7 separate regions of the Mus musculus genome follow, and regions 1, 2, 3, 4, 5 and 6 are each linked to region 7. Evidence: chromatin contacts called from public Hi-C and promoter capture Hi-C data. All regions are on one chromosome and are shown on one strand. Each heading gives the region's core, a stretch centred on a gene start, on an enhancer-like site or on the middle of the called end of the contact. The rest is flanking DNA. Distances are from core to core; before and after follow the strand shown.

Evidence for each region. Promoter capture Hi-C pulls out the DNA fragments that hold promoters and counts their contacts. A called contact is a pair of places that touch in the nucleus more often than the background predicts.
Region 1: a promoter capture Hi-C map of pre-B cells shows a contact between it and region 7, with 2.7 times the contacts expected there. The contact joins the promoter of Preb here to the promoter of Depdc5 in region 7. A contact is called at or near these places in 2 of 39 promoter capture datasets (liver and pre-B cells).
Region 2: a promoter capture Hi-C map of liver shows a contact between it and region 7, with 8 times the contacts expected there. The contact joins the promoter of Mpv17 here to the promoter of Depdc5 in region 7. A contact is called at or near these places in 4 of 39 promoter capture datasets (hippocampal neurons, liver and neutrophils), 4 of 115 datasets of contacts at active chromatin or transcription factors (astrocytes, bone marrow-derived dendritic cells, embryonic forebrain and 1 more) and 1 of 9 other capture datasets (adipose tissue).
Region 3: a promoter capture Hi-C map of liver shows a contact between it and region 7, with 6 times the contacts expected there. The contact joins the promoter of Slc5a6 here to the promoter of Depdc5 in region 7. A contact is called at or near these places in 7 of 39 promoter capture datasets (cranial neural crest, frontonasal cranial neural crest, hippocampal neurons and 3 more), 1 of 484 Hi-C or Micro-C datasets (B cells), 2 of 115 datasets of contacts at active chromatin or transcription factors (bone marrow-derived dendritic cells and thymic regulatory T cells) and 2 of 9 other capture datasets (adipose tissue and liver).
Region 4: a promoter capture Hi-C map of liver shows a contact between it and region 7, with 5 times the contacts expected there. The contact joins the promoter of Htt here to the promoter of Depdc5 in region 7.
Region 5: a Hi-C map of muscle stem cells shows a contact between it and region 7, with 9 times the contacts expected there. The contact joins the promoter of Ost4 here to the promoter of Depdc5 in region 7. A contact is called at or near these places in 4 of 39 promoter capture datasets (the C10 cell line, embryonic stem cells, liver and 1 more), 4 of 484 Hi-C or Micro-C datasets (the Ba/F3 cell line, CD4 T cells and muscle stem cells), 2 of 115 datasets of contacts at active chromatin or transcription factors (astrocytes and embryonic stem cells) and 1 of 9 other capture datasets (adipose tissue).
Region 6: a promoter capture Hi-C map of liver shows a contact between it and region 7, with 10 times the contacts expected there. The contact joins the promoter of Grk4 here to the promoter of Depdc5 in region 7. A contact is called at or near these places in 3 of 39 promoter capture datasets (liver and pre-B cells), 2 of 484 Hi-C or Micro-C datasets (B cells and uterus), 2 of 115 datasets of contacts at active chromatin or transcription factors (astrocytes and large pre-B cells) and 1 of 9 other capture datasets (liver).

What each region holds. Positions count from the first base shown.
Region 1 is chr5:30,958,524-30,961,643 of GRCm38.p6, forward strand. It overlaps Preb (prolactin regulatory element binding), which reads right to left and starts at 1,804. Exons shown (of 9, transcript NM_016703.3): 1 at 1,448-1,804; 2 at 700-889; 3 at 193-413; 4 at 1-28. The coding sequence starts at 1,582.
Region 2 is chr5:31,152,694-31,155,860 of GRCm38.p6, forward strand. It overlaps Mpv17 (MpV17 mitochondrial inner membrane protein), which reads right to left and starts at 1,558. Exons shown (of 8, transcript NM_008622.6): 1 at 1,498-1,558; 2 at 975-1,049. The coding sequence starts at 1,044.
Region 3 is chr5:31,046,733-31,049,495 of GRCm38.p6, forward strand. Slc5a6 (solute carrier family 5 (sodium-dependent vitamin transporter), member 6) reads right to left here and starts at 1,347. Exons shown (of 18, transcript NM_001360022.1): 1 at 1,234-1,347; 2 at 898-1,067. It overlaps Atraid (all-trans retinoic acid induced differentiation factor), which reads left to right and starts at 1,908. Exons shown (of 7, transcript NM_027855.4): 1 at 1,908-2,024; 2 at 2,730-2,763. The coding sequence starts at 1,941.
Region 4 is chr5:34,760,009-34,763,109 of GRCm38.p6, forward strand. It overlaps Htt (huntingtin), which reads left to right and starts at 1,732. Exons shown (of 67, transcript NM_010414.3): 1 at 1,732-2,101. The coding sequence starts at 1,899.
Region 5 is chr5:30,906,430-30,909,415 of GRCm38.p6, forward strand. Ost4 (oligosaccharyltransferase complex subunit 4 (non-catalytic)) reads right to left here and starts at 1,359. Exons shown (of 3, transcript NM_024460.4): 1 at 1,236-1,359; 2 at 970-1,107; 3 at 87-337. The coding sequence starts at 1,106. The coding sequence ends at 993. Agbl5 (ATP/GTP binding protein-like 5) reads left to right here. Exons shown (of 16, transcript NM_001374737.1): 16 at 1-235.
Region 6 is chr5:34,658,868-34,661,703 of GRCm38.p6, forward strand. Grk4 (G protein-coupled receptor kinase 4) reads left to right here and starts at 1,512. Exons shown (of 16, transcript NM_019497.2): 1 at 1,512-2,137. The coding sequence starts at 2,086. It overlaps Nop14 (NOP14 nucleolar protein), which reads right to left and starts at 1,281. Exons shown (of 18, transcript NM_029278.2): 1 at 984-1,281. The coding sequence starts at 1,178.
Region 7 is chr5:32,862,084-32,865,188 of GRCm38.p6, forward strand. Depdc5 (DEP domain containing 5) reads left to right here and starts at 1,638. Exons shown (of 43, transcript NM_001170567.1): 1 at 1,638-1,738; 2 at 2,494-2,616. The coding sequence starts at 2,559.

The DNA.
Region 1 (3,120 bases), core at 554-3,053, 1.9 Mb before region 7:
ACTCCAGAACTTTCTCCAGGCTAGGTACCTACAGCCAAGACAGTTACAGACCAGACAGCGAGAACGCTGAAATCCCCATCCCTCTTACCCCAATGGCCACTCAAGTTTCACAGAATGCATATTCAGATTCTCACAATTTTGGTGTTATTGCAACTAACACTCACCCACCCCCCCAAGCCCCTAAAACCACACCTTCCAGACACGAACATGACCATCAGTTCCTCCAGTGGCAAGCAGGGTGTTATCATGGTTGAAGCACACAACTTTCTGCAGCGGTTCATTGCTGAAGTCTGTCTGTACTGCCTCCAAATTCTTTACTTTGAGTTCAACCCCTTCGGGGTGAACTTGTGCTCCCGATTTCTTCTCTGCTGGAGGAGCCCCCTTTCTCTGTCGAGGTCCCTGCTCCTTGGAACCTGCAACACAAACAATTTGCCAGGAACCAGATTCCTTTGTTGTTGTTTTTTAAGACAGGGATTTGCTAGGCACCCCAGGCTAGCCTTAAATATCCTCTTGCCTCCACTCCTAAGCTCTGAGACTACAGCTGTGCACCACCTCCCTCAGATGGACCTGAGCATCTGTATTAACTAACACCAGTCCTCTAGTGACCCAAGTACAGACTTCAATGTGACCACTGCCCCACACCTAATCTCTCGTTTTTGGAGACCAAGAATTAGAGCGACTTTTTCCAAAGCTCTTCACCTGACTTCTCCGCTTTACTGCCCTTCTGTTGATGGACCTGGAAACGAAGAAGCTGACACTGGGCATCCTGTCCGGCAGCAAGAATGTCACCAGCAAGCGCCAAATTCATGGTGGCCCGTGTCTCCGTGTCATGAGAGTGCAGCAAGGAAGCGCTCAGGCACCCGTTGATCAGCTCTAGCTGCAGAAAATGCTGTGAGGGAACCAAAGTGGGCAAAGGTCAGGCCAGCCCGGAAGTCACATTAAATCCTAGTCTCTCTCAGTTGTACTTTTGCTTCCCGCACCTCCAGCTCTTATTTTTTGTTTTTTTTTGTTTTTTTGTTTCTTTGGTTGTTGTTGCTGTTGCTTAGAGCTGTATTCTCTTACTGGAGCTTCTTAATTCATACAGCAAGCAGGGTTTAGATTACTAGGTCCAGTTTACAGAAAGAAAAGAATTCCGTCTCCAGCTGCTTGAAGATGGACAAGACAATGTGCCTTCCTGGAAAAGGCCAGCGTATGAGCCCTGGACCAGCTCTCGTAATCCGGCGTGGACAGTCCTGGATTCGCAGACCTGCACAGCTTTCAGTCTAATTTTGGCTGTCTCAACCACTCTGCTCAGGTGAAACCAGCACCCGAACGGCAATCCTGGGTGCTCCCGCTAGAAATGGGTAGGGACTAAATCAGGGGTACTGCTCACCTCTGCATCCCCCGGCCACCCTGGAATCTCCCTGGGCCACGGTATAACCTGTTCTCAGTGGCCCTGCGTTCTCACCACGCCATTCTTTATGCCGGTCTTGGCAGCTCCTCCTCCGCCCGCAGCGATGAGCAGCCCAGTCTTGGGGTCTATCCGAAGCGCGTACAACGGGAACGGGGCCCGGTACAGCTCCACACCCCGGCGCCGACCCATCCCGCCCGCACGTTCACCGCCAACCCCGCGGAACCCACGACATGCCGCGCCTCGCCTCCGAAAGCTCAGGAACTTGGCGCTAGAGTTTTCCGGAAGACTGCCGACCCCTCTCAGCACTGGACTTGCCACCACTCAAACCACCGCAAGCAGCCGATCTGCGCCCGCGCGGCCGACTGGGTCTTGCAGGCGTTCAGTGCGCACGCGCCGAGCTCCTGGGCTCTCTCTGCGCAAGCGCAAGACGCCAATCCGCGTCAGCACTAGCGGGACGCGCTGTCACGGAACCCTGGCGTCGGATCCGGGTCCTAGCCCCGAATGACGATGAAGCTGCCATCTTTGTGTGGGGCGTGGGAGGTGGGGCTAGAAGAGATTACTGAAGATCAGTAAATCGAATTAAAAAGTTCTCGGACTGGGACAGTCCCCACTTCAGGAGAGATACACAGCAGACTCGTACAAGCCGGGCCTTTGTGTGTTACTCCAGGGAGGAAATGGGTTCTCCCGGGTTGTGTGGAGGACAGACACTCCAAAACAGATTCACTGCTTCCTAATATCCTAATATGAAGAAATCAGTCCCCACTTTGAGAGCATCCTCCGCGGTTGATTGGACTCTTTCTTATGGCTTGACATCCACTTCTGGAACATCGAACTCATGGGACTGGCAAGACTTGAGACTAGGCACAAAAACCCACAAAATCCCAGATAAACCGGGCTATTTGGTTACCCTACTATTTAAGTGTTTTTGGAACATGTTCACATTATAGAGATGTAAGGACCATTATTTGAATATGGTTTATATTTTAGTATTTGATGTCTTTTGCGATTCATAATGAGCCCCAGTCAACCATACATGAATTTATACTACCATGGTGTCTTTTGGACCCATATGCAGCTGAACAAACCACGTGATTAGAAGAAGCCAATTTTAGGCCCATTTACTAGCCTTCAGGGAGGAGAGAGGAACTTGACACTGAATTCAGTCACCAGTGGCCAGTATGTGCCCATATGATGAAATATTTGTTTTTAAAACAACCCTAGACAATAGGGATCAATGAGCTCCTGGGTTGGTGGTCTCATGTAGGTGCTGGATGGATGGATGGTGTGCCCAGAGAGGGCAAGGAAGTACTGCATTCTTCACCCTTTATCCTCCATGTACCTTGCCCTACACATCTCTTCCCTTCTGCTAATTCTGAGTTCTATTCTTTATGCTAGAAGAGAAATCCTAAGGAAGATGGAAGTGAGCTCTGTGTGCTGTTCTGACAACTTACCAGACTGACAGAGGAAGTCACAGGGACTTCTGCTTCCCAGCCTGTTATTTAGAAGTACAGATAGATGGTCAGGACTCAAAGCTGGAGACACTGGAAACGATCCTTTAGGATCAGTCCCTTTGATTTATGGGATCTATCCAGTGTGAACACCTGTGGGTGGGTGGTGTTAGAAATTTCGTTCCATTGTTGGACAGATACCTAGTTGGTGTCTTAGAATTGGAGATGTGTCTGAAAACACTCCATATTTGGTTTCAGAGATGTCCTAAGAAGCAGAAC
Region 2 (3,167 bases), core at 308-2,807, 1.7 Mb before region 7:
GGCTACAATGTGAATTCTAGGTCAGCCCAGGGTTGTGTGACTCTTGTCTTAAAAATGAAATAAAAACTGGAATATATGAATTGAAAGAGAGGGATCCAACAGAGTTCCAAAGCTGATTACTGAAGGATTCCCTTTTAATATGATTTAAACTTTAGATATATGACTGTTTTATACACTTCACAATAAACATTATGTATAAAAATGGAGTAAGTTACTTCAGCACTTGTTAGGTGTGTCATTTAATGTGGACTCATTCCTGCTAACAGACCTTTGGAGGCGCCTATGCATGGAGACAATGTGCTCAGCACACTATAAAGTATAAGAGGAAAGCATTTAATTTCCCAAGGTGGGGTCTCTTGGGGGCAATGCTTTTTAAGAATGGACTACTTAGGCTAGGCAGTGGTGGCACATCCCTTTAATCCCAGCACTTAGGAAGGAGAGACAGGTGGATCTCTAAGTTGAAGGCCACCCTGGCACACAGATTTTCATGACAGCCAGGACCATACAGAGAAGTCCTGCCTTGAAAAACAAAAACAGAAACTATCACCTAATTTCTTGAGGACTTTAAGTCTTGCTCGACAGACTGTGCATCTCTCTCTTTTAGATTTATTGTTATCATTTTAAACTGTGTGTGTTTGTGCAAGTGAGTGCAGATGCCCCAAGTGGTTGGAGGTGACAGAGCTCTCTGGAGCTGGTGCTACAGGTGGCTCTGAGCTACATGACATAGTGTAGAATCCTCTACAGAGCAGTATGCGCTGTTAACCTCTGAGCCACGTCTCTATTTCGTCTCCCCTCCAGCATGGGTCTCAGAAACAGCTCACCCTCCAAAACAGACATAATAGTTCAGGAGAAGGGAAACACTTCCGGGGGGGGGGGGCTAAACTGGAGGAGGTAGGTGGTGTCGTGATATGGGCCTCCTCCTCCACCTCAAATCAGCTGCTCTAATTATACTCTGGTCCCAGAGTGACACTCACCAGCTGTCAGAACCTGGACTTTCCACGGATGTGCTGCCAGGGCTCTCTGGTATGCTCGCCAGAGTGCCATGCTCCCTGTCAAACCAAGAGGATAAGTCACTCCCATTGCCCCTCACAGTAAAGAACATGCCTGCCATTTCCTTATGCTCACTCTCCTTACTTCCAAACTCTGCAAGTGACAGAGGCCTCAGAAAGCTTGCTTACTGGGCCGTGCCCCTGCCTTGTGGTCACTATTCATCTGGAAAGGAAGCAGTTTTGAGTAACCTGGTCCTGGTCCTGAAGCAAGGCATCCAGTCCTGATTAAGACACTCATGAAATTAGACTTACTCTGGCTTCCATCCAGAGTCTGGGTTCCATCCCCCAAGTAAACACGATAGGTCCCCAGATTCAGTTGGAATCTCCTTTATAAGAGTAACTACACACCAGAAATAAACCAAGACCTGGATCTGTAAGGTCACATGACCTGCAAGAACTCTCAACCCACAGTGCTTCAAGTCTCTGAATGCCAAGAACCTCCGCTCACCTGAGTGCCAGCTCTGCGCAGAACCTTCTCTCACGTGACCGAAGCTGGTCCAGGGACTTCCGTATCGAGCACCGCCTCTTCCGTCTGCCTGCGGGCCGGGCTGTTGTTTGGACACAAGCAGTCCAGGAGGAATGCAGGTGGGTGGGGCCTTTGATACCCCTTGCGAGGCGGCTCAGCCGACCACTTAAGGGGAGTGGGCAGCCCCCTTCTCGTGGACTGCACCAAACATCGGTGTAGGACAGTCTGTGCTTCCCTGTAACTCGGCTGCCCCCACCCCCCACCCTCGTTCTCCCCAGACTATCAGGCCAGACTGTCAGTCTCCCGGAGGTAGTCAGGTCTAGACGCCCTTCTCAGTTTGGAAACTTGAATGCTGAAGTAGTGCAGGTATACCCAAGCTCCCAAGTGAGCAGAACTCAGACTTGTTCTATTTTTTTTCCTTGTTCTTTATACCAAATTTTTAAGTTTTGTCTGAAAAATCTTTCTGGACAAGCAGTCAACTTTCAGAACCACTGGCTTAGCAGAACCTGAGAACGCCCGTGCTAGCTGTCTTAAGTTTGGTCATGAATTTTGTAAAATGACCCTGTCTTGCAATCAGGGCTCCTTGAATTCTAGGGCTGTACAAGAGGCAACTCAATGGAGGGTTTGTTTTGCTTTATGGGTTTCTAGAGTCATGCTTTGTTTGTTGTTTTTCCAAGACAAGGTTTCTCTGTGTAGCCCTGGCTGTCTTGGAACACACTCTGTAGACCAGGCTGGCCTCCAACTCAGAAATCCACCTGCCTTAGCCTCCCAAGTGCTGGGATTAAAGGAGTGCGCCACCACACCCGGCTTCTAGTCATGTTAAGCAAAGAGGCATAAAACTATATTTAAAAAAAAAAAAACATTTTAGGAATCTTAATCTCCCTCTAGTTTTAACACCCAACTCCCTGCAAATCCCTTCCTGAGGTAGGTAAAGATGTATACGTCTCCAAGCCTTGAAAAAGGTCAACTTATTTGATGTCTGTCCACCCCCAGCTCAGTTAGTCAGTTCCTGTATGATTAATGAAGGATGGATTCTATTAGAGAGAGTAAGAATTCAGGGGAATTAGATTCTTGTGTACAGAACATGCTAAAAGAATTTCACTAGTAGACATAATAAGGGAGTCCAAATGTGCAAGATTGGAAGGTGTTTTTAAGCGATATGGATTCAAGCCTTATTCAGATTGCTTAACCTCTCAGAACCTAATTGTCATTACATAAAATAGTACCTACCCCATGGAGCTCAGGGGTATATGAAAAGCACCCCAAACCGAGAAAATGCTTAATATCATTTATCTATCCTCCCTTCTCTCCCACTAGAGAAATATAAAAGTCCCTTAGTGAGGTTTGACCTGGGAGTTTCTGGAGGGGAGAAGATACCAGGAGGGAAGTGAGCCCAGGATCTTGCACACACACTAAGTCCATGCTCTTCCATTGAGCTACATCCCAGCCGAGATGAGATCTTGAAGGACACATAGGTTTAGGTGTTGGTGTCAAAGGCAACAGAATAAGCTAAGGCACACAGGAAGAAGAGCAAGAACCAAGAACAGCTACACTGGGAAGGAAGATAGGGAAGAAAGGACTGAGGAGAAAAGGCTTGTGGGAGAGGAGAAAGAACAGAACAGAAAATATTGCCCCCACAGTTACTTCTCAGC
Region 3 (2,763 bases), core at 97-2,596, 1.8 Mb before region 7:
TTGTCTACAAAGTGAATACCAGGACAGCCATATCTGTAGAAATACGGTCTTGAAAAAACAAAACAAGCCGGGCATGGTGGCACACGCCTTTAATCCCAGCACTTGGGAGGCAGAGGAAGGCGAATTTCTGAGTTCGAGGCCAGCCTGGTCTACAGAGTGAGTTCCAGGACAGCCAGGGCTACACGGAGAAACCCTGTCTCAAAAACAAAAACAAAACAAAAAATAAAGAAAAAACCCTTCTAGACCAATCCTAGCACACAGGGGGCAGACAGGTGGATCTCTATGAGTTCCAGGCCAACCAAAGCTACACGGTCTCAAAATAAAACACCAAGTGGTCGGGTAGTACCGATTTGGTTCCTCTGCTTCTAGAGTTTCCTGATTAATTATCTGCGTTGAGAAACCACGAAGCCTCTGGGATAGAGGAAGAAGAGGTAAGCAGACAGGAAAACGCCAAGCCAGCAGTAACACAACTTTCATACGATCCAATTCTAGGAAAAGAACAGTGGCTTTCTACAAACTCCACTGATTCACAACAGTGGACATGTCTTTTAAAAAGGTCTCACATTGCATGGGACTTATCTGCAATGAAAGGTATTGAGGTTTGTGGGTTCATTTCTTTCAGTACTGGGGACAAGACTTAACTAGGAATGCCAGAGCTAAGTCCTCACCCTCTTCCCCCTTTGAAATATAAGGGAACACCTGCAGGGCCAACTGTCACCAATATCTAGGGCTTAATATTCCTCAAGATCTGAATGGCCTTTCTCATTAAAACAAGATATCCCACCAGCTAAATGTATTGATAAATGCAAATTCAGGATTTCCAGGCAGATACCTGGAGCCTGTGGAATGGAAGCATTGGCAGGCTAATTGAGATGAGCTCTAATTGTCTCTAGTTACCTTTTGAGGAGTCGTCACCCAGAGCAATAGCTGTCCCCTTAGGTGTGATGGGTCTCTCCCAGCGCCCTTCCAGTCAGACCTGCTGCTGTTCTGCTTGCCTTGCGTCGGTGGTTCGGCCAGGGCTACCAAAGTTCCTACGTTCTTTCCGAAACCAGCATTGGTTTTTCCCCCTTGGCAAGGCAAAGAACATGAGTTAAGGAAGCGTCTTTCCCGCTTCGCGTCCTTGCCCGGGCTGCAGAACACTACGCAACATTAAGGTGAAGGGTTCCCAGGCTCGTGTTCTCTTGCCAGCGTTTGCCCTTCGCCCTCCGATCTTCACTCCTCCATCACCCTTACCCTCTCTCGGCTCAGCTTTCCCCTTCTCTCCGCACGTGGCGAACCCACGACTTTGCACTAGTATTTAAGACCTTCCCCAAAGCCCACACCGAGAGGCTCACCCCGCCCCGCCCCTTCCAGTCCCGCCTCCAGGCGACTGAACTCAGTCTCTCCGGCCCTGCCCAATCCCCGCCTCGCCCGGCCCATCCTACACCCGCCCTGCCCACCTTTGAGATCTCCACATGAGGGCAGCTGGCCCGCAGGCCAGCCCGGCCCGGCTCGGCTCGGCTCGCACCTCCTGACTTGGTGACAGCGGGACAGCAGGACCCCGCCCCCTACCCCCGCCCTCCCGGGTCCCAGCGCCGCCATGTTTACTAAGGGCGGATGGAGCTGCCCGGGCGTCCGCACCGGGCTGAGGGTCATGCAGTAGCTCAAGGCAACTAAGCGCTAACTGGACAGGCCTGCGCTCCAGGAAGAATGGAGAGATGGTGGGTCTGTCCACCGCGAGCAAGCGCAGGACAGGAGCTCAGAATTCCGCGAGCAGCCCGAACCTGCGGGCAAATTACGCCTCGGGCTCCACGGCTCGTGCCCCGGGCGGACCAGGCCACGCCCCAGAGTGACAGGATTTGGAAGCTAAGCCTCGCCTCAAGGCTGGCGCGTGACACGCTGGGGGCGGAGCCTCGCGCTCGGTTCTCGCGAGCTGTCAAGACGGTGGAAAGCAGTGGGAAATGGCGTCTCGGGAGTCAGGCGGCTCTCGGGCGGCCGCCCTGCTCCTGGTTCTGGGCGTGGAGAGGGCCCTGGCTCTACCTGAGGTACAGAAGAAAGTTTGAGATCTGGCTGAAGAAGGTTGCTGGCCGTCAGCCCGGAATCCAGCTCGCCCGCCGGTGTCTGTCCCTTTGGCCAGTCGGAAGCTCAGATTTTTGTCCCTGAAGCTTCCCCGGGCCCTGTGCCTGCGGGGATGGTGTTGTCCAGTACTCACGTAGTGCAGGCCACTAGCACCTTCGCCCTGCCCACATTCAGAGTCCTTTGAAATTTGATCTCCTTGCTTTTGAATAATTTTAAATAGTGCTTCCCAGACGAGTCCCAGGGTTCTTCTGCCAGCTCTCCTTGCACGAATGCTGTGCGTGGTGCAATGGCACGACTATCTATCTATCTATCTATCTATCTATCTATCTATCTATCTATCTATCTATCTATCTATCTATCTATCTAAATATATAGTGATGCTTGAGTACGCTGTGTACCTGCAGCCCTTTAACACTTGCCAAACCATGCCTGTCAGGTGGAGAAGTCTCTGGAGAGGACACAGTATAGTCAAGTAATAATGCACAAACACGAGGATCTTCTCTCGTACAGTGCGCTGATTTGGTGCGGGGGTTTTAAGGGAAAAAAATGGGTTCTGTTTACAAAAGGCACTTTTCCGCTTTGCATTATGGGAATTCTGGAAAGGCTACTGACTTGTTCTTTTTTTTTTTTTTCTTTCTGGAGTCTTAATCAGGTTTCTTTCTCTTCTGCAGATATGCACCCTGTGTCCGGGAGGTATGCACAATT
Region 4 (3,101 bases), core at 482-2,981, 1.9 Mb after region 7:
GTATTGGTTAGAAGTCAGTTACTAGCTGCCCTTACTTGGGAGCAGGGACATCATAACCTAGAGAATGCTAAGAGACAGGGCTCACTGGGCCTTCTTCCAAGTCTGCCTACTAGCAACTACCAACCCTGGCCAGCTGTTAGAGGCTGCCTCATGTGAGAGCTAGCACTGGCACTGTGCATCTAATAGTGCCATTAGTAACAGAGGGGACATAGAATCTAAAGGCTGTTTCTCTGCTCTCCTTCCCAGTTTAACAGCGGCGGGCTTATACCCCTACAGTAACAGTGTTGGTTTCTGTATACTTGGCCATTTCGAGAAAATGGAGTGCCTTATGGCCATGGAATAGGGCATTTGATTCTTACAGGTAGCCTGAAGCTTCATTGGGTTTCTCACTGCATGGATCACCTCCAGACAGCTTTTTCTGAAGCCGGAACGGTTTTGTTTGTTTGTTTGAGACAGGGTTTCTATGTAGCTCTGGCTGTCCTGGAACTCACTTTGTAGAACAGGCTGACCTATAACTCAGAGATCTGCCTGCCTCTGCCTCCAGACTGCTGAGATTAAAGGTGTGTTCTATCACTGCTTGGCTTTTTCCTTTTCCTTTTTCTTTTGAGACAAGTTCTGATACAGCCCATGCTGACTTGAATTCACTATGAAGCCAAGGAAAACCTGGAACTCCTGATCCTCGTTCTACCTGCAGAGTACATGATTACCACCCCTGGTTTATAAAATGCAGGGATTGAACTCAGAGCTTCGTGCATGCTACTCAAAAAGCATTCTACAAGTGCTGTGATTAAAGGCATGCACCACCATGCCCGGTTGAAGCCAACACTTTTTGCTGGGCAGACTGCAGGGGCAGCTTGGGTGTATCCACACCATTTTCAGCTTCCTGCTTTAATTGCTCACCTTTGGGAGATGGAGGCTCTAGAGACAAGGACTTCAGCGCTGGTGGCAATGAGACCCCTTGTAGGTCCTGGCTGGTTGCCACAGCACTTTCCAGGGTCCGTGTCTCAATGTAGAGTGTGTGACCAAAGTTGCATGAAACACAGCCTTTCTTTGGACAGTAACTACTGCTGCCTGCCTGAAACCCTTTCTCAGCCTTCGCTGCCTGCTTGAAACCCTTTCTCAGCCTTCTCTACTGCAGACACTTCTGGGGCTTCGGGGTCCACGGATCATAAAGGGTTCTTTGGTCCTGAATACAGGTCACTCTGGTTCCCTTCTCATTGCAGGGAGCTCCCAGCACGCTGCGTTCGGGAAGCTCAGGCCACCACCTGGCTTGTGGAAGAGAGAGCTGCTTTGGGTTTCGGGTTCCGAGCTCCACAATCGCTTTCCCGGTGACTCCAGGTGTAGGGTGGCTTTACGCAGGAAAATTTCTTCGCTGTCATTCCCCTTTCCAACCTTTTCTTCCTTCCGGGTCTCCCCAACTCCTCTGCCCACCTCCTCACTTCTTTTCTATCGCTGGTGCCAGGGAGCCGCCCTAAAGCCCACTCTCCGCTCAGCTCCGTCCCTCATCTAGCAGCCCGCCCCGCCCACCTCATCCTCTTGCTTGGCCCTCTTCACTAAGGGGGGCTGGCTTTTGCGGGAAGGGGCGGGGCCACATCGGCGGGGCGGAGAGTCTTAAACTAGCAGAGGCCCCGCAGGCCTGCGTCCTGACTTCGGGAAAGAGGACGACGCATCCGCCTGTCAATTCTGCGGGTCTGGCGTGGCCTCGTCTCCGCCGGCATGACGTCACGGGACGCACTCGCCGCGAGGGTTGCCGGGACGGGCCCAAGATGGCTGAGCGCCTTGGTTCCGCTTCTGCCTGCCGCGCAGAGCCCCATTCATTGCCTTGCTGCTAAGTGGCGCCGCGTAGTGCCAGTAGGCTCCAAGTCTTCAGGGTCTGTCCCATCGGGCAGGAAGCCGTCATGGCAACCCTGGAAAAGCTGATGAAGGCTTTCGAGTCGCTCAAGTCGTTTCAGCAGCAACAGCAGCAGCAGCCACCGCCGCAGGCGCCGCCGCCACCGCCGCCGCCGCCTCCGCCTCAACCCCCTCAGCCGCCGCCTCAGGGGCAGCCGCCGCCGCCACCACCGCCGCTGCCAGGTCCGGCAGAGGAACCGCTGCACCGACCGTGAGTCCGGGCGCCGCAGCTCCCGCCCGGGCCCCGCGCCCCTGGCCTGCGTGCTGGGCATGGCCAACACTGTTCCCTGTCCAGAGGGTCGCGGTACCTCCCTGAGGCCAGGCTTTCCCGGCCCGGGCCCTCGTCTTGCGGGGTCTCTGGCCTCCCTCAGAGGAGACAGAGCCGGGTCAGGCCAGCCAGGGACTCGCTGAGGGGCGTCACGACTCCAGTGCCTTCGCCGTTCCCAGTTTGCGAAGTTAGGGAACGAACTTGTTTCTCTCTTCTGGAGAAACTGGGGCGGTGGCGCACATGACTGTTGTGAAGAGAACTTGGAGAGGCAGAGATCTCTAGGGTTACCTCCTCATCAGGCCTAAGAGCTGGGAGTGCAGGACAGCGTGAGAGATGTGCGGGTAGTGGATGACATAATGCTTTTAGGAGGTCTCGGCGGGAGTGCTGAGGGCGGGGGAGTGTGAACGCATCCAATGGGATATTCTTTTTCCAAGTGACACTTGAAGCAGCCTGTGACTCGAGGCACTTCGTACTCTCCTGGCGTTTCATTTAGTTTGTGGTGTAGTGTAGTTAAACCAGGTTTTAAGCATAGCCAGAGAGGTGTGCTTCTGTGTGTCTGCAGGCAGTTGGATGAGTTGTATTTGTCAAGTACATGGTGAGTTACTTAGGTGTGATTATTAATAAAAAACTATATGTGTGCATATATATGAAAGAGTCGACTTATACTTAACTGCCTATCGATTTTTTGTTCTATATAAAACGGATACATTGGTGGTGCTCAGTTTTCACCGGGGAATGAATTTTACTAGTGTTGCAGACAGGCTTGTTTTAGAACATAGGCCACTCTGACTCTGACTTTGTGCCAGTAAAAGTTCCTGTTTAGTTCTTTGCTGACATCTTATAGATCTTTGGAAGCTAGCTGCTTGTGACTGGAGAGAATATTGAAACAGAAGAGAGACCATGAGTCACAGTGCTCTAAGAGAAAAGAGACGCTCAAAACATT
Region 5 (2,986 bases), core at 109-2,608, 2.0 Mb before region 7:
GCAGAACATCACCTTAAGACAGAACAAAACAGGGACCTGCTCCCTCCCACTCCCCCACAGCACAAGATTTTGGGACCACAAAAAAATATATATCTATATATATATATCTATATTTTTGTATTGGGGGGAGGGAGTAGAAAAGAAAGCAGCCCCTATACTGGGCCCTATTCAGTGGCAGCTTCTTGCTCCATAGGGTTAAGGAAGACTTTGAGGAAATAAAAGTTGTTTGGAAAAATCCAGGTGTAGTTGCTTTGTATGCTGTGATGGGTAGGAGAGATGAAGTGAAGTGTGAAGGCCCTCACACCCTCCATCTTGCCTCAGACTATGTCCTGGAACCCTAGAAAAAAGGGGAAAGACCCGAAGTAAGGAAAATGCTGCAGCTTCCTTGCAGGGCTGGGGAGGTCCTTAAGGAGCCAGCCCCCATCTAACCCATTCCCTTTATATTATTTAAGCACACTTGGTTTCCAGACTATGCTCCCTCCCTTTTTTCTCCATGCTTTCTATTTGTAGTCAACCCATAAAACGTCTTTGGCTTCAGAACATGGAAATAAGTCTCCATCTTTCACTACCACGCCCCTCCCCCAAATTACTTAACGCCTCAGGTTCCGTGGGAAAGTGGGACTGTTAAGGGCTTGATCCCCCTATATTGGCAGTTACTGCCTTTATTTGTACTGGTCAGCGCCTCCGTGTAACCATACCCTATAACTTTGGCCTCTATCTCCTGGAAACCTCAAAATGGGGAATGAGGATGGCTCCGAAAACCCATCTTCATTCAAAGAGTAAGCCGTTTAGGGGGACTGAAGCAGAATACATCAAGGCACTGTACACAATGCGAACGAAGGAGCTCGGTTCTGGGCTATCAGGCTTGGCTCGACACTTTCTGACTTGAAGTTCCCTAAGAGTGTAGGCCCTGGATCGGCCTCACCACTCAGCTGTCCAGAGTCTGAGCGCTACTGCCCCGACCGTTACCTGGGGCGGAGAAAGCGCCACTTTCATTCCTGCTTCTTGGGGTTGTTTACTGCCACGTAGTGATAGAGGACCACAAGCAAGAAAAGCGACACGCCCAGCATGTTGGCGAAGATGGCGAGCTGCACGTCCGTGATCATCCTGTGGACAAGGGGAAGGACTGAGCCTCGATTCACGCACTCCTTGCTCTCTCACTAAGCCAGATCCTCGCCACCACGATCCAGCCTCCGCCGGGCTCGCCTATGAAACGGCGCCTGCGAGCCCCTCACCTGACCAGCTTCAGCCGACTCCGACACTACAGACGCACAAACTCGAGGTAGGCGACCTGAGCCGGAACTTCGTAGTGCTAGCTGGGGAACAACGCGGCACTTCCGGCTTCTCTACCCTGCCGTCTCGTCTGCTCCGGCGGCGCGCGCAAAAGAGCCGGTCTTAGGCGGAGCCTAGAATGGCCGTCCTGCGGCGAGGGCGGAACGGGGCGTGGTCCGCTCGGCAGGGGCGGGAATCCCGCCCGGGTCGCAGCTGGCTGCAGCTGGCGCGGCGGAATCCGCGGTTAGCTTCAGACGCTGTGGTGACAGCCTCCCTGGAGCCCAGGAGTGGGTTTAGGCGAGGGTGCAGCAGGCGGGAGGCTGGGCCTGACCTCTAGGCTCCGACCCACTTTCCTGCCCACCCTTCGCTTCCCTGCTCGACCCAGCCAGGTGCTTCCTTAGGGTCCTGCCCTCCCGGTCCCCTCCCAGGCTCGCTGGCGTGGGGATGGAATGGAAGGTGATGCAGAATAGGGACAGGATTGAGGAGGCTAGTGCCCTCACGGGTGGTAGTCTTTCTGAAACCACAATCCTACCAAAGAGGCGGACCATGACAACTTATTTGATCAGTGCCAGTTTCAGGCCAGTGTGGGGTGGGCGTCAGAATTAGGGTGGACTCTCTGATAATCAAAAACCAAACGTGGGGCCTCGGCCAAGTGGGAAATCACCCCACGGGTGTGAATGAGGGGGTAGGAAAGGAAGGGCTGGGACAAGCCAAGAGGGGTCGTAGGTTTGTGGTGAGGAAGAGAGTTGGCTGCAATAGACATTCAGACATCCGAGGGTCATTGGTGAGGGGAGCAGCACCCTGAATCTCTTCAGCCCTCTATCCAGCGAGAAGTAGGTTTCCCCCTTTTTGCTTTCTCCTTAGCTTCGCCATAAAAGGGAACGATGTAGAGCCAGACAGGGCCAGGGGCTGGACTGTTGCTCTGGAGCTGTCAGGGGTAATGGAAGCCAGTTGCCCTGCGGTAAAGGGGGGGCCTGGGCTCAGGGGAGGCCTCTGCTTCTCTGAGCCAAAGAAAACTCTACAGGAGCTGCTATAGGGCTGGAGCAGCTGGGACAGGGGACCAGATTGCCTCCTGTGTGCACAGTGAGCTGGCTTGCACTATTCCAATGTTGGTTTCTCTGGTCTCAGACTATCAGTGGTTTGTGTCCAGTTTGCTCATAAGCTCAATACTTGCCTTCAGTAGTTAGTTTACAGCTGCCTACCTCCTCCCACCATGTCCAGCCACCACCTACTGTTTCCCAGAAGTTTCATATTTAGAAATCCCGGGCCTACGTGCCCTCCACACAACATGGTTAAAGCCTCAGACGTGCTCTCCCCAGGCATTCCTCTATGAGTTTGTGTGTCCTCAGCTCTGTCCTGAGAGAGTGATGTCTAGATTTTAGGATTACACATTATTATGCTTCGTGTCTCCTGGAAAATTGGAGCAGATCCAAGTCCAACCACTTAGGTATGCAATTGAATCAGAATTAGTCTATGGTTTTAAAAGAAGCAGTACCTCTAGGCTGCCCGTGGCCCGAGAAGCCAGCTTCAGCCTTCAAAGAGCCAGAGCAGGGTGCATAGCATCCTAGACAGCACAACTGAGAGGCGCTTCCACGACTTGTTACTGTTATTTTATTTCCTTATTGGTAAAGAAGGAAATAGGTCCAGAAGGTAATCTAACTGAGGCCCTGCAGCTGGCTAAAGACAGTTCTTCTGACGTCCCCCCTCCCCCACA
Region 6 (2,836 bases), core at 262-2,761, 1.8 Mb after region 7:
TAACCATGAATTGCCTTTTACTTACTCATTTCTTTTATTTATTTTTTGAGACTCAACTGGAAGTTTTGAGTCTCACCATAAAGCCCTTAAACTCAGAGATCCACCTGTCTCCGATTCCCCAGAGATTAAAGCCACAGCACAAACGGCACTCACAAACTTTTATTTTTTAAAGTCAAACGAACGTCAGCAGTTACATAGAGAATGCCATTTGTTGAACTGGTTTTGAAAGGAAGGTACAATATACTCTTGAGATGGGGCCATAAGAACAAGGATGGAAGCTATGAGGTTATCCCCAAAAGGTACTATTCCAGTGACTTCCCAAGGGACAAGCTCATGAAATTCAGAGGAAGGACAATTTCCAAACATTCAAAGAGCATACTCTGTAAACCCTATCCACGGGACGAATACTGTCATGGTCAAAGCATACAGAGCAGTGGTACAGGGCAGCTCAGAGCTCAGAAGAGATTGACTCTTAGGCCCTAAAAGCTCCAAGAAGAGTCAAGAAGAATGTATACCTGGAAGATCCCAAGGAGGAAGGGTTTCCAGAGGAAGCGCATTCGATATCAAGCAAAGGAGAGGCAGTGTTATGCCTCAGTCCTGATCGTTTTGCTGGCTAGTTTAAGGCAAACTTGACACAAAGTATAGTCATCAGAAAGAAGGGAATTTCAATTGGAAAAAAATACTTTCATAAGACCGGGCTGCAAGCAAGCCCAAAGAGCATTTTACTAATTAGTGATTGACCGCGGAGGGCCCACCTATGTGCTAGCAGCGGTCCTAGGTTCTTTAAGAAAGCAGGCTAAGCAAGCTATAGAGAGCAAGCCAGTAAGCAGCACCCCTCATGACTTCTACATCAGCTCCTGCCTCTAATTTCCTCAATGATGGAAATATATAAGTGTAAGCCAAATAAATCTTTTTCTCCCCAAATGGCTTTCACTAGCCACTGGGCATAGTACGCAGAACCTGGGTAGAGCCTATCCCCTCACCTTCCTGATGGCACGAGCGCGGGACACCCCGGGCAGGCCCACATCGTGGCGCGTCTTCCTGCCAAGGATCTGGAACTTCTGCCGGTTGACTTTCACTTCAAATGGGTTTGGGTTAGTTTTCGCCGGGCCTCCGGACGCCCCTGCGGGCGCTTTGTGGACCTGCCTCCGCGCCCCAGTCCGCTTGGCTTTCCCCATGACATTCACTCCGCCACACTTTGGACGACAGTGCGTACAGACCAAGCAGTTCAAGAAACTCGTGCATAGGATGCTGATGTAAAACCACGCCCAGCTTCGTCTCGCGATGAGTGCGTCAGCTTCCCGTATTTCGCGAGAAGTACACAAGTCCTGGATGACACTAAACAGGCACTACAGTTTACTGGATTAAAGACTACAACTCCCAGGAGGCCACACTTCCTCGACTTCCTGGCGCTGGGCCTTATGGGATCTGTAGTGTCCCGAGAGCCGCCACAGTATCCTCAGACGCCGCCCCGAGGGGAGCTCTCGGGCTCCCTCTGGAGGAAAACCGTTAGCCGGGGCCCAGCTGTCTTGCGAGTTAACTGGCGGCTGCGGCTGCCGCTGCTGGAGCTGTCGCCGTCGCCGCTGGAGACCGCTCTCGAGTTTGTAAGCTCCTCGGTAGGGTAGGGCGCGGCGAAGGTTGAGTGCTGCCCAGGACCCGGCGCTGAGGAGAGAGTTACGCGCCCTGGGCCTGGGCGATGATGCTGAGAGGAGCTCGAGCTACCGCGCGCCGGCGCCGATAGCGGAAGCCCCTTGCCGGGACAGCAACAGAGCTGGAACCCGTAGCGAGCCTACCCGTGTCCCATCTCCGCGGCGACCGCGACGGCGACAGCGACGGCGACGACGGCAGCGCTCCTGTTGGCAGTTGTGGCGACCCCGGAGGAGGCGGAGGAAGAAGCGACAGAGACGGTCGCTGTCGCGGAGGGCCACCGTCCAGAAGCCGCGTTCCTCAAAGGACAAGGGATGCCCCGAGGCTTCTGCCGCGGGTTTAGGATCTCCTTCCCCGCAGCCTTCCCCGTCTCCATTGCCTCGACTCCGAAAAGTTCGACGTCGGAAACCGCGGCAGCGACGGCGCAGGACAGCGATCATGGAACTCGAGAACTTCGTGGCCAACAATCTGTTGCTGAAGGCCCGTCTAGGTGGGTGCACCCCGGGCTCCCCGTCTCCCCGAAGGTAGCGCCTCCTAGGAACTTTAACCTTGGAGAGAATCCTGATTCCTTGGTACCTTATTGTCTAATAAGGGAGTTTTGATTCTACTGGAACCAATTCTGGATTGGAGCTGCAGCTTAGCGGGTGTCAGTCAGTGATCCTGGGCTAACTTTTGTTGTTTTGAAACAGTAGCGCTAGCCTAACAGGCACAAGGGGCTGATTGAGTTCCATCTCACTCTCAGCGCTGCTAATCTGAAAGACAGAGTATGGAAAGTTATGCATTGCACACTTTCTAGGATTACCCAGGCAAAGGTTCCATGGGAAGTAGACGCTATTAAGAAGCTTCAGTGTGTTCACCTCACAGAATGTGAAGTATATTCTTTGAGAAAAACCAGTGAGTAACAGATGTTTTTGATTTTTCTTTTTGTTCCTTTTAAAAATTGATTTTAGCCGGGCAGTGGTGGCGCATGGTGGCACACGCCTTTAATCCCAGCACTCGGGAGGCAGAGGCAGGTGGATTTCTGAGTTGGAATCCAGCCTGGTCTACAAAGTGAGTTCCAGGACAACCAGGGCGACACAGAGAAACATTGTCTCGAAAAACCAACCAACCAACCAAACAAACAAAAAACCCCACAAGTCCATTTACGTTCCAAGTGATTTTCAGGAAGAAGAATCTTAATTGGACAATA
Region 7 (3,105 bases), core at 388-2,887:
TCTGGGTAGAGACTATTTTATCAAAGTGCCACAGGTGAGCCCCAGTTGGAGAAAATCTTCATCTAAGTCACGCCTTCCTGAAGAATCTGAGGACTTCAGATATCACTTAATAGAATAATTTGCTGACTCTACAGATGTAAAAACAACTGTCAAAGACATGGCTTGGCTAGTCTAAAGAACTTTGCGAAGCTCTGAGTTTGATCCCAGAACGTCTGGCATCCTCCTTTATTGAAGGAACACGGTTAGGGTGTGTTTCCTGAAAGTTGCTTTTGCTAACAGGGTGGAGGGTGTAGCTGACTGAACTAGCAAGTGGGTCTCATAGCACTCACAGGACAGATTCCCCTGTGTATAGATAGCATCTTGCTATTTGTCTCTGCTCTTTAAGTCATTTAGGATGTGGTGCAGACTCTGAGATCCTCCAATGGACAAGAGAATCTACCTTTCCCACCTCCATTTTTTGAGACATGAGGAATAATTCATCTTTAGATAAGGAGGTTTTTGGCTTTGTTTGTTTGTTTTGGCCTACAAGGTGGGAACAGGTCAGGCCTTCTAGCAGGTTCTTCTTCCCATGAATCCTTACTCTGTAATGAGGCTAACACACAACTTACAGTTTTGTTTTGTTTTTGTTTTTTTGGTTTTTTTTTTTTTTTTTTTTTTTTTTGGTTTTCTGAGATAGGGTTTCTCTGTGTAGCCCTGGCTGTTCTGGAACTCACTTTGTAGACCAGGCTGTCCTCGAACTCAGAAATCCGCCTGCCTCTGCCTCCTGAGTGCTGGGATTAAAGGCGTGTGCCACCACGCAATTTACTCTGGTTGGATGATTTATGCCCCATCTAAGGAAACTACTGGGCCTTCTGCCATGCGAGCCTATTGTAGATTTAACCCATTGTACTCGGGCATTCAATGTTTTGAATATTTTTTTTAATCAAACAAACTTTAAGTTTACTGTACACTTGTTTTGACTTATGTACATTAGGTTTAATTTTGACAACAAAAGAGTATATAATGGGTAATGTAAATTGGTTTCTCCTTCCAAGCTTGTCTCTGTACATGTTACATTTGTACTTATCATTAACTTGTACTTCTTAATTATATTTAACAGTTTTCAATAAGTTAGTAACTCGCTCATGAATTATACACACCCCCGTTTTCTTGCTACATAGCCCAAGAACTCTAGGGAATGTTCAGCACTCTTGTCTCTACAGAACCTGGATTAGGAGGGGGAGCCACCACCCGCAGAGACTTTTGCACTTCTCAATAGCCCTCTGGACCAGGTTTAGTTATTAACTTCGTCAAACACATGGAAACAGCTCCGCGAGGTAAGAGTCGACTCTCTCGAGTTTCTCCTATTACGAAATCACTTCGCTCTTCTGAAACGAAGGTCTTGGCTGTGGCTCTATTTTCAAATTTTCCATGCAAAGCGGGCAGCCCTGTAGACGGTGGCGGGAAACGCCAACGGGAACTCGGTTTGAAGTCGGACTCAACGCCACGCCCCCAGCCTCCCCCCCGCCCCGCCCCCCCCACCTCCCCGCAGCCCCGGAGGAGGAAGTGGCGCGGCCACCGAGACGAGGCGGAGGCTGGGCTAGAGCGGCCAAGCCGGCTGAGCAGGGACTGGCGAGGGGCGGGGACTCGGGGCGGAGCCTCGGGAGCGGCGCGGGCTCAGGTGAGCGCTCTTCGGTGGTGCTGTCTGTCTGGTTCCTAGAGCCCTGGTGCGGAAGCTGCGCGAACTGTGGGGGCTCAGGTGGGATATCCTGAGGAGGTCCTGGGGAGATCTGTCCGGAATCTGGCCTCGGGCCGGGCCTGAGGCGCGCAGGGGCTCTGGAAGTGGGGGGGTTGGGGGGGGGAGTCGAGCGCCAACCTCGGGCTGAGACTTGAGGGGCTTGAAGGAAGGGTCCCTGAGCCAGGTTCGAGGCCCGACTCTTCTTGCAGTTCCCCGTGTGACCTTGGACCAGTCTTTCTCTCACCAAGCTTCCCGGACCGCAGCGGTGAAATGGAGGCAGGACGGTCCGCTGAGAGTTGGTACCAGTAGAGGGGTCGGCAAGGAAACCGCAGCCTTCCTCAGTTCTCTTTTCCCCAGGACATTGTTAGTGGACCGCGAGTCATGGGAGTGCATAACAGTTCGAGTGACCTTGGGCGAATCCCTTGTTTTGACGTTCCTCTACTTATGTGATGGACTAACCTCTTCGAATATCCCTGTACTATTTTGGTGTTCCTGATGCAGACAAAAACAAGGTAGTGCCCCTCTCACCACAAGCCTCCCTTTTAGGTATGCGGTAGAGAAAATAGCTTTAGAGGATGGACGAGATCTGAGCCCAAGTTCCCTTTAATTTTTAAAGCACACTTCTATTTGTTTGTCTCTCTTGGTAATTGGAGGAGCGATATAATGCAAGGGTTGGCACGCCTTTCAGCCGAACAACCACCAGTACCTTCAAGGTCTAAAATTAAAGAGCAAATTTAGGAAGCCTGACATCCTCGATGTTTTTATTTGTGTTTCAGTAGCAGGAAAGCAAGATGACTTCCCTGCTCCAAGATTGGAACAGCTGAAGAAATCACAAGACAAAATGAGAACCACAAAGGTCTACAAACTTGTCATCCACAAGAAGGGCTTTGGGGGCAGTGGTCAGTATTGATTGATATTTGGGGATTGTGTAAGTTGGCTGAAGTTATGATGTGCCTTAAAAATTACCCATATCACAAGGGAGACTGGACAGGTAAGAGTGGAGCAGTATCAGAGATCAGGGATGGTTGGAAATGAGAGCACAGGATCTTTTTGAAAAGCATTCTTCACATTCAGAGTTTGTTGGGTTGTATTTTGAATCCAGGTTTTACCATGTTTCCAAGGCTCATTTAGAACTCATTGTGTAGCCCAAGCTGGCTTTGAACCCATTATCCTCCTGCCTGTGTATCTGGAAATACTCTACCACACCTGAGTTAATTTTCCTCCTGCTTTTGTTTGTTTTGTTTTTGTTTTTCTTCTGTGTAGTGAGTGCTTGGCCACAAGTTTACTAGAAAAGGACTCTATGGACTGCATCCAAGTCCTTCCTCCTGGTTTTTTTTTTTTTTTTTTTTTTTTAATGTTCTTTACTTCAGAAATCAGAATTACTGACA